Regions from separate parts of the Mus musculus genome. Here region 2 is linked to region 1. A link is a contact called in public HiChIP or PLAC-seq data. All regions are on one chromosome and are shown on one strand. Each heading gives the region's core, a stretch centred on a gene start, on an enhancer-like site or on the middle of the called end of the contact. The rest is flanking DNA. Distances are from core to core; before and after follow the strand shown.

Region 1 (4,816 bases), core at 59-2,558:
GCCACGTAGAAGAGCAGAAGCGTGCCTCCAATCTCTGAAATGAGAGACGGAGTATGGCGAGTTCTGGAAAATGTCCACTAGAAGGTAACATCAGCTAACTGTCCACGCAGGGTTATTTTTATTTGAATGCATAACCAGGACTCGGGGTTTTCTCCCAAAAGATTCCAGTAGGGGGCAGCAAACATTAGCATGGATCTCAAGCTTACAATTCTTTTACTGTGTGAGAATACTTTAAAACCGTTTATTAAAAAGACTTATCTATGTGTTTGAGTGTATGTACACCATATGTGTTGCCTGGTTGCCACAGTTGTCTGATGAGGGGTTGCATCCCCTGGAACTGGAGTTGGGATGGTTGTGAGCCACCGTGTGGGAGCTGGGATTTGTACTCTATATCCTCTGCAAGAGCAGCTGGTGCTCTTAGCCTCTGAGCCATCTCTCCTGCTCCCAAATAAATCTTACAGGAAAGAGCTTCCACACAACTTGACCTATGTTTTATCTTATCAACCTATAATCGTGTCCCGTGTCCCTGAAAAGCTGCCTTGTGATCCCATGTATGAAAGCAGAGGGGAGCAGTGGGAGGAGACAGGAGACTTAGGAAGAGAGGGCAGCTGGGCGAAGGCCAGCCTCAGCTACAGGGGACCCTGTCTCAAAAGGAGAGGAAAATGAAAAACCATGCAAGACACTGCGGCACATTCCCGTGATCCTAGCGCTTGGAAGGCAGAGAAAGGATTGCCTAGAGTTCTCTCCACAGCCAGCTTAGGCCAGCCCTGGCTATATAATAAAACCCTGTCTCAAAATAAAAACATTCCTTCATCCCCCTCTGAGCCACTGATACCTTGTCGTCCGTCCACCACCCCCACCCCCCCCCACCCCCGCCCGGGAGACACAAAGGCCCGTTCTTTCCACAGAGGGCGCCAGCACACCAAGGACCAATTCCACCCAAGTTGAACTTCTGATGAGTCAGTGAGTTTATCTGAACATGGGTGACCCCCAAACAGCCGAATCCCGAAGACCCGCCCCCGCGTAGGAGCCAGCCTCCTGAAAGCTGCATAGCTTTAACGATGAATCTTTTACTTCCTGTACATACTAATACCCCAGGAGTCCAGAGCCGCTGGCGCAGTATCCCCTGCACCGGGGGCTGGTGCCCAGGAGGGTGTGACTGCAGCCTGGGCTGAGAGTCGTTGGATGAGGGAATGGAGGCCGGCCTGATCTTGGTGGGGTCGCAGCTGCTCTGCTGAGAATGTGACAGCTCTGTTCTGGACAGAAGGCAGCGGCAAAGCGGGAACTACGGGAGCTGCCTAAGTCACACGTGGCTGTTGAGAACTGCAGACTCAGCATTCTTGAGAAGCCAGCGCCTGCCCTGGGGCTATCTTTTGACCTTTTGTCTTCCTCTTCTTCCTCCCCACTTTACCTCCCCTCTCCAACCCCTCCCATCTCCTCCGCTACCCCCCCCCCCCTTTAATTTTTGAAACCAGCTCTCAGACCATGCTGGCCTGGAACTCAAAAAGCTCCACCCACCTGCCCCTGCTTTGGAGATCCCAGAGCCATGGGATACCTGCCCAGGAGAGCTGCACACAGGAGTGGAACAGTGACATCAGACATGGACTACAGGATTTGGGATTTGCCTGGGCCAGGTTTCGGCCTTGCTTTGGTCTAGGATTCCCTCACTGTGCCCCACTTCCTCCTCTTGGAACTATAATCTCTATTCTGTGCCGCTGTGTGTCGGCAGAATGTAGTTTACTTTTCAATTTTACTGAGGGTTACAGTTAAGAGATGGCCTGGTCTTTAAGTGTTTGGACCTACACAGAAAGGTCCGGGGAACCTGACTTGGGGAACAAGGGGATGAAGAAAGACACACAGGCAAACGGAAGGAGAAGCAGGGTCTGGGGAGAACTGTGGGACTGTGATAGGCAGCCTATTTTGGTTGAATGGGGCTTGCTCCTGTGACCCAATAGAGAAATCTACAAGGGACGGAAAGGCGAGCCACGTTCCCAGAATCAGGTGACTGTCCATAATTCTGTGACTATCAGTCTTGCAGACAATGTGCCAAGCTTCGGGCATTCTGGCTAGACTCCACCCTCACAGTTACCTGTCTATAGCCAGATATGTTCCTCCCCACAGTTACCTGGCAACAGCAAGATAGCCCAGCCCACTATAAAAGGGGCTGCTTGGACCCTCCTAGCTCTCTTAAGCTCTTACCTTTCTTACTCTCTAGCCCTACTTCTCTCTCCCTTTCCCCCTCTCTCCACGTGCTTGAAGGATGGGAGCCCGGTGTCTAACCTCCCGCCAGAAGGCCATCCCGTGCTCCAGCCACGGATCTGACCAAGGACTCACACCCACATGGGAACCATCCAGGACCCCCTCTCCCCCTGCACTCTCCTCCCCTCATCCCCGGGGCCCAGTGCTGTCCCCGGGGCCCTTATTCTGTTCTCAGCTCCTCCTCCGTATCCAGCGTGGGATGCCGGAGGCTGAGAACCTGGTACCTAGGGCTGACCCTTGTCCACCACCCACCGTGTGGGCTCAGTGGCTTCACACAGCCCAGATGTCCACCTGGGGCCGCGTGAAAAGCGTGCGCAGTCCTCCCGTGTCGCCCGCCCAGAACACCAGAACTCTGGCGGGTCGTGGACTCTCTCCCATTCCCCTCTTTCCCCCACACCCACGGCCCCGCAGAGAACTGTACCACCAGCAGCCTGGGAACCAGGCATGTAGACCCTTGGAGGAGGCAGCTTCAATCCCAAGCAGGGGAGGCATTGACATCCTTGCCGTGGTCATGCTCCCATGACAACACTGCACAGTTAACTCAGGACTCCACATGCTTAAGTGAAGTTAAATTAAATAAAACTTGTGATCTGGGGGCTGGTGAGATGGCTCAGTGGGTTAGAGCACCCGACTGCTCTTCCGAAGGTGCAGAGTTCAAATCCCAGCAACCACATGGTGGCTCACAACCATCCGTAACAAGATCTGACCCCCTCTTCTGGAGTGTCTGAAGACAGCTACAATGTACTTACATATAATAAATAAATAAATAAATCTTTAAAAAAAAAAAAAAAAAAAAAAAACTTGTGATCTGCCCTGGCCTCCTAAGCAGCCATGTCAAAGGCATGCTAGCTTCGGAAGAGCAGTCAGTGTTCTTACCCACTGAGCCATCTCGCCAGTCCCAAGGATACAGTTTTTAATCAAGAAACTCATCTTTATTTAAAAAAATTTTTTTTACTTATGTGTGCAATGCTAATGAAGGCCAGAAGAGGGCATCAGAATCCATGGAAGTAGAGTTACAGATAGCTGTGAGCCGAGCCACCAAGTGGGTGCTGGGGACCAAACCAAGGTCCTCTGGAAGAGCAGACAGCCTTTCAACCACTGAGCCATCTCTCCAGTCCTGTTTGTTTGGTTTTTGAGACAGGGTCTCACTATGTAGCCCTTACTGGCCTCACTGGAACTAAAGGTGTGCGCCATCACGGCTGGCTTCTTGTTGCTTTTCAAACACCATGAAATGGTTTGGCTAATCAACTCCAATCTTTCCAGCTACTTGGCCAAAATGGTATGGCTAGTCAGTCATAAAGGTGCATGCCTTTAATCTCAGCACTTAGGAGTCAGAGGCAGGAAGATCTCTATGAGTTCCAGGACAGCTTGGTCTACATAGCAAACTCCAGAACAGCTAGAACTACCTAAAAGGACCTTGCCTCAAAACAAAATGCAAAAGCAAAATGTTATAGCTCAGAATCACCCACCCTTTCCTGATCGCTCACTGCATTCTTCCTGGCCAGTGTCCTCCTGCGCCTTGGCAGCGACCAGGGGCTTCAGGATGTAAAGAACCTGATATGGATCCTGGGACTGACCTGATAGCTCTGGCCTCAGCTCTGAAATCGGTCAGCTTGAACCACAAATCTCCTGGGCTTCCCTTGCAAGTTGGTCGCCAAGACAGCTCCACTCCTCGCATGACAGACTGGTTCCCGTGGGATGACCTCCCATCTTATCCCAGGCGTTCATCTCAATTCGTAGGTCCTTTCCCTCCATCTTGGTCCTCCAAGAACTCTCTGAACTTTGGTTTGCTGGGCAGCTGAGAATATCTGTCTCCATGACGACACGCTAGGATGTTTAAATGAAATGAACAGTAAAAACTTTGTCTTACGTCTGGAAGATGGAGGCCAAGCCCTGGCCTTGTTGATGACGCCTTCCCTACTCCCTCAAGCGATGTGGTCCAGTGTTCTGCCTTCGCTGCTGCCGTGCCTTCTTACATTCACCTACCTCCATGGAGTTATTTTGAACGTTTGAGCCAATCAGCACCCTCTGTAAGTGGGGCGGGGTTAGAAGGTCTGGAGCCTTGGCACCTGCGCAGAGTGTGCATAACGCCTCTCCCTACGTTTATCAATGGTGTTGCCTACTGGAACATGGCTGATCCTGAGTGCCTCCGGGTCTGTGTCAGTCAATGCTTCCCATGGTTTTCTTTGCCAAGTCCCCAAGCCCAGGTGGGTGAAATTGACCAGCTCTACTGTTAGCAACATTAGCTCTCTCCTGAGGGACTCAGGGAAGATGCTCACAGCTAAGAAAATGGAGTGGGGAATGTAGCAATGAATGTAGTAATGGGTGAACCGTCAGGAAACTGGACTGTGAGCCTGTTTTTGTTTGTTTGTTTGTTTTTTAATCTTTTTGTTGGTTTGTGTTTTGAGATAGACTCATTCTCAACTCAGACAGGTCTAGAACTTACTTGATAGCTCAGGCTAGCTTCAAACTCAGAACACTACTCCAGAGCGAGGGCTCAGACTCCCGAGCCACCACATGTGGCAGTAGAAAACTAAACACAGGGCAGAAGAGATGG
Region 2 (5,143 bases), core at 2,376-4,875, 660 kb after region 1:
TTGGCTTGGTTTTTCCAGTGCTGGGGGTTAAACCTGGCATGTTAGACATGCAAGCAAGTGGTCTTATCACAGAGGAGCAACGGTTCCAGCACTTGGTTCTTTGAGGCAGCGTATCGCCGCTTAACCCAGGCGGGTTTTGAATTCGCTTCATATCCTAGGCTAACCTTAAACATGTGATCTTCCCGCTTCCACATCCCAAATCCTGGTATCGCAAGCATTCGGCACCGTGCCTGGGTAAGTTCCTGCTGGTCCTAAGCTCCTGCAATACCACTTCTCAGAATCTCAGGAAAGGCTGGAGATTGAGCGGGAGGCAGGCGGAGGCTGTGCCAGAAGACTAGGACCATATGGCACAGTTTCTGTTCACCGAGAAGCGTCAACCTGGTCACAGAAGGATCCTTAGTCCTGTGCATCCTAGGAACCAAAAGCCATCTCACTTTCCTGTCCTGCATCTTTTCGGGTCCCAAGTGTATGGCTTTAGTCCCCAGCTCCTCTATGGTCCACATCAGCATGTCCTATGGACCCTATACCTCTTTTACTTCCCTGTCTCTTGATGTATCCATACTGCCCCCACCTAGTTCAGACTGGACCGTTTCTCCTGGCCTTCATAGCACACAGCACCATTTCTTGTCCCCACCCCCTTGGTCTCTATGACCCTGGCTCTTCTTCATCCTGCAGCCAGCCTTTCTTTCCCAGTGCCTCTTGTCCTTCAGGCCCCCTTGCCTCACCTGCCTTCTTTCACCACATTTGTAAAAAACCCTGTGTGGTTTTGTTCTCAGCCATTTCATAATCATAACTTGATAACAAAAAGAAGAGAGAGGGGGGAAGAAAAGGATTTAGTGGTGCTTGTAAGGCACAAAAGGCCTCACGTGTACTTCATTGGTTCCATGAGGCAAATATTATCCTCCAGTTGCCAGAAGTCAATTTTGCCTTCATGGACTTCCTAAAAACTGTCTGAAAAAAAAAAAAAAAAAAAAACCTGTCCTCTCCTTTTTTATTTCCACTGCCACTGCCCTAATTTAAGCCCTTAATACCTCATCTTAAAAACTTGCTTCGGTGCCCTGGCTGACAATGCTGGAGGTCTTAGCAGCTGATGAGAAGGAAAGGCTGAAGTCCCAGTTAACCAATTGACCAAGGGCTTTCAGCTTAACCAGACCAGGCCCCGTTCGGAACAGCGCTATCCGGTGGGCTGCGCTGTAAAGATAAGGCCTCAGGACCAGAAGCATTGGGGGTGGTGGGCGGAGGAAGATTAGGGCCATACACTAAAATATGAAAGCCTGTGATTGGCCTGACTGGAAAGAGAACAGTTCCTGATGAGGTAGGGAAGGGTTGCATAATGAATCCCAGAAGAATTCCTCAGAGGTCCCCCACCCCTGGGGTTTGTGCACACACCAGACTCTCCCTTCCACCTAATCTCCTGCAGGAGTCAGCCTATGGAAAAAGTAAAGCTTCCCTCTCTAGCTCAAGGTGGGAAATTCCTATGTCTGGGAAAAAGCAAGACAAAACAGTAGGAACAAAGAGAGTAGTGGCAGAAATAACACACAAAGACATTTAAGTGCCCGACGCTGGTTTTGCAGTGAATGTTTTGTCTGCTTTTAATTATGTTTAAGGCTTTCAAGAAAAACTGATGGGTTTACAAAGTGCTTAATTTCATTTGCAATCAATGTTTAAATATTTGGAGAAAAGGAATTTGCTAATTGCAGAACTTCTCAGTTTATTGGTTGTGTAAGTAGCATGAGACTATTTAGAGGAATGCTAATCATCGATAACGATAAATGTATTGAACATCAAAATACAAAAATATCTTTTTTCCCCCCAATGCCTGAAAGTGCAGGAGTCATTAAATAATTTATGCCTCCATCTCTGTATCTTCCATTGATTCGAATTCTATCGCCAGCACCTCCATGGCTTTCTCATCTATTTACAGTGAGATAACGCAGCCTCTCTGCCTTTTGACTAAGGTCTAGTGTAAAATGTCTAGGATTTAATGAGACAATCTCTTCCATATTATTTAGTAAATGCCCATCACACATTGTTGACTATGCCACTTCCTGCTCACAACCCCTCAACGGCCACCCTGCACCCCAAGGCTGATCTAAGATCATCCACTTAACCCCAGCCCTTGACCCACTAAACAGATAAAACTACCCTGTCTTCACCCTGACATCCCCCGTCGTCATCTTTTTCTTTTTCAGACTAAAATGCCTTGCCTCCATCTCACGCCATTATTACCAATTCAGATTAATAATAAAAGCACGGGGGCTGGTGAGATGGCTCAGTGGGTAAGAGCACCCGACTGCTCTTCCAAAGGTCCAGAGTTCAAATCCCAGCAACCACATGGTGGCTCACAACCATCCGTAACGAGATCTGACGCCCTCTTCTGGTGTGTCTGAAAACAGCTACAGTGTACTTACATATAATAAATAAATAAAATCTTAAAAAAAATAATAAAAGCACATCCCAAACACTACATTCTAGAATGCTTTCCTGGTTCTCACCAATTCTCTTCTCCCCCCCTCCCTTCCCCCCCCCCAGGCCCCCCTCACTTCTTTCCTCCCCGCCCCTCCTCCTCCCGGTAGTTTTTCTTAGCATCACATTCTTTCTCTCAACGAATCAGCTACCCAGGTGTCAGTTGTCCCTCCCAGGTGTCAGTTGCCCCTCCTAGGTGGTTAGCTCCATGAAGGCAGGACTCACTTCTGATTGTGGGAAGCAGCGCAGAGCTGCCTGCCCACGCCCCTACATGGAATGAGTACTCAGCTAACAGGTGGTGGGTTCCTCTAGCTCTGGGTAACCATGTCTCATAAACAGATGTAGCAGAAATTCTCATTGTCCTATGCAGACCATGGAAACCCCCAAAATGAAAGGAGCCAGAAGTGGGCACGTGCCAGGGCCCACGGGGCAGATGGCAACGAGCTGGCAGAACCAGATTCTAAGAGCATGTGGCGCTGTGTCTGCTTAGACCATCAACATTCACCAGTCAGTCAACGTTGGGTTTTTGTTGTTGGGTTTTTTTTTTTTTTTGGGGGGGGGACTCTTTTCGAGACCGATGCTAGGCAAGGATCAGGATGCTGTCAGCTTCTAAAGAAGTGTGTGCCCGTGTGCCCCCAAGCTCTAGGTGTCACACACGTGTGCCCACGCGTGTTCCACGTGGGCAGAGAGTTCCAGCTCTCCACAGGCAGCCTTATGCGTGACGAGGCTGATAGGGCCACCCTACACCCTGTTTCCAAACAGCTCCCCTTTCTGCGCCAGCGCTGCTGCCTCTGCCGTCTGTTTGCCCCTCGCCTCCTCCTCCCTCTGTTGGGGCTGCCGCCGATGATGAAATTTGGCTTGCAACACCCTCTTCCTCCGGTTCCTGCAGGCCTGGGAGAGGATTAAGCCGCTGGAGTCTGAAATCGGAAAGATCCCAGCTTCTGCTCCCCAGCACCTCCCCTCGCCCTCTCCCCCTCCCCGCCCATGCAAAACCAGAAAATTAATCTCCCCTTCTGCCTGTGATATGGAGGGCTGCATTACAAGCTGGGCGTCGAGATAAAGCAGAGAGCCGAGGGACGCCAGCCCAGCACAGGGGCCCCCGGGTGGGGCCGGCCGGGGAGATAAGGGCCTCCCAGTCCTATGAATTATTCACCGCCTCTGCCTCCTCCGGCTCGCTGGCCGCCCTGGGCGCTGAGATTGCGCCTTCCACAGGCGCCGGTTAGGGTGGGAGGGGGCCCGCTGGGAAGGGCAGCGGACTGGAGAAGTCCTGCTAGGTGGTGGAGGATTGTGCTTGGCTAGAACAGCTCCGAGACCCCAGCGCCCTAAGGACTAACTGATGGAAGAAAAGGAAAACGCGCACACGACACGCACACGCGCGCGCGCGTACACACACACACACACACACACACACACACACACGCGCGCGCGCGCGCGCGCGCGCGTGAGCATACACACACCCTGCCTAACCCAGCCAGGACTCCTGGAGAATGCTCTTCATTTATGCAATTCCTTAAATGCTCACTCCAGGTCTCTGCATCCCACAGTCAGAAACACAGCCCCTCCCCCAGGGGATGCCCTGGATATATGCCCCCACTGCAGGCCAGCAAGTTAAAGACTTGAGCATGCATGCCTAGGCTCACCTTATCCAGAGTACTCTCTCCTCTGGAAATCAAGGCAACCCCTGCTTATTCTGCAACACCCCATGTGAAACAGGTTCAAAAGGATGTAGAGAAGGCCAGACAGGAGTACAGGGAGGACCTGGAACTCAGGTGAAAAATAAATCAGGGAAGTTTCTGTGGGTAAGAAAAGCCCCTGGCACCATGGACCTTCTGTTTCCCTCTGACTCTCATTGCTCAAAGACCCAGACTTTCCAGTCAGGGAAAGGACACAGGGATCACTGCCCCGTCTCAATGTCTCCAGCTCTCCTTACCTACCCGGTCTCTCTCCATGCATCTGCCCTTTTAATCTCTACCTTGCCCCCTTCTCCTTAATGATCTTTCCCTTGAAAAACTGATGTCGGAAAATGACATGTTGATACGTAAGTCAGAATGTGAGGCAGGGAAGAGGTGGCCATCTTCCAGCCCCTACCCCAGTTTGGACGGAGGAAGGGCAAAAGACAGGTTCAAGCTTAGCTATGGCTGCACGGGACAGGGGCAACAGCAGGGGGGAAATTGCCACCACCTCCTGCCCCATATCTGTGCCCTCTCGCTCCATGACCTGGCACAAATAAGAGCCCTTGAGCAGACCAGAGAGCCAGGAGTCAGAAACGAAGACCAGAGGAGGATGCTCCAGGACTGTAGGGGAGACACTGGGACCTGACAGACGACCATGAAGCTGCTGGCTCCTGAGGCAGATGTGGAGCCCACTCATCAGATCCAAAGTCAAGCAGGACAGGAACTGGTAAGGTGAGAGAGGAAGGAGAGGAGATGGGAGGAGGACGAGTGAACCTTGACAACAAAGAAGGCGGTGACTTGAATGAGCAGAGGAGAGGAATGGGGTCAGAAGTGAGCAGAGGGTGAGTGAGAAAGGGTGAAGGTGGCAGGGAGGTATCAGACATGGAGGAAAGGAGCATCTGGATCAGAAGATCGACAGCAGGGGGAGAAGGGATGGTCATGGGTGGGACACAGAGGGGTGAAGGGGTGCAGGGATGGGTCCCCAGCCCCTTCCCTGCTGCCTG

What was found. HiChIP or PLAC-seq counts read pairs in DNA pulled down with a chosen protein or histone mark.
Region 2: a contact with region 1 is called in an H3K4me3 HiChIP or PLAC-seq map of bone marrow-derived macrophages, with 4 times the contacts expected there. The contact joins two enhancer-like sites. A contact is called at or near these places in 2 of 39 promoter capture datasets (both in liver) and 2 of 115 datasets of contacts at active chromatin or transcription factors (bone marrow-derived macrophages and microglia).

Annotation. Positions count from the first base shown.
Region 1 is chr15:99,000,538-99,005,353 of GRCm38.p6, forward strand. No RefSeq gene overlaps it. Among named protein-coding and RNA genes, the nearest start is that of 4930578M01Rik, 17 kb to the left of the region's middle. Within about 2 kb of position 1,309, at least 44 of the 459 cell types and tissues checked have an H3K27ac peak or open chromatin away from gene starts, as enhancers often do. A contact at or near this core is called in bone marrow-derived macrophages, where this site is marked.
Region 2 is chr15:99,661,361-99,666,503 of GRCm38.p6, forward strand. Gm34880 (a long non-coding RNA gene) reads right to left here. Exons shown (of 4, transcript XR_875662.3): 3 at 4,107-4,224; 4 at 3,004-3,357. Among named protein-coding and RNA genes, the nearest start is that of Gm34880, 5.9 kb to the right of the region's middle. Within about 2 kb of position 3,626, at least 121 of the 459 cell types and tissues checked have an H3K27ac peak or open chromatin away from gene starts, as enhancers often do. A contact at or near this core is called in bone marrow-derived macrophages, where this site is marked.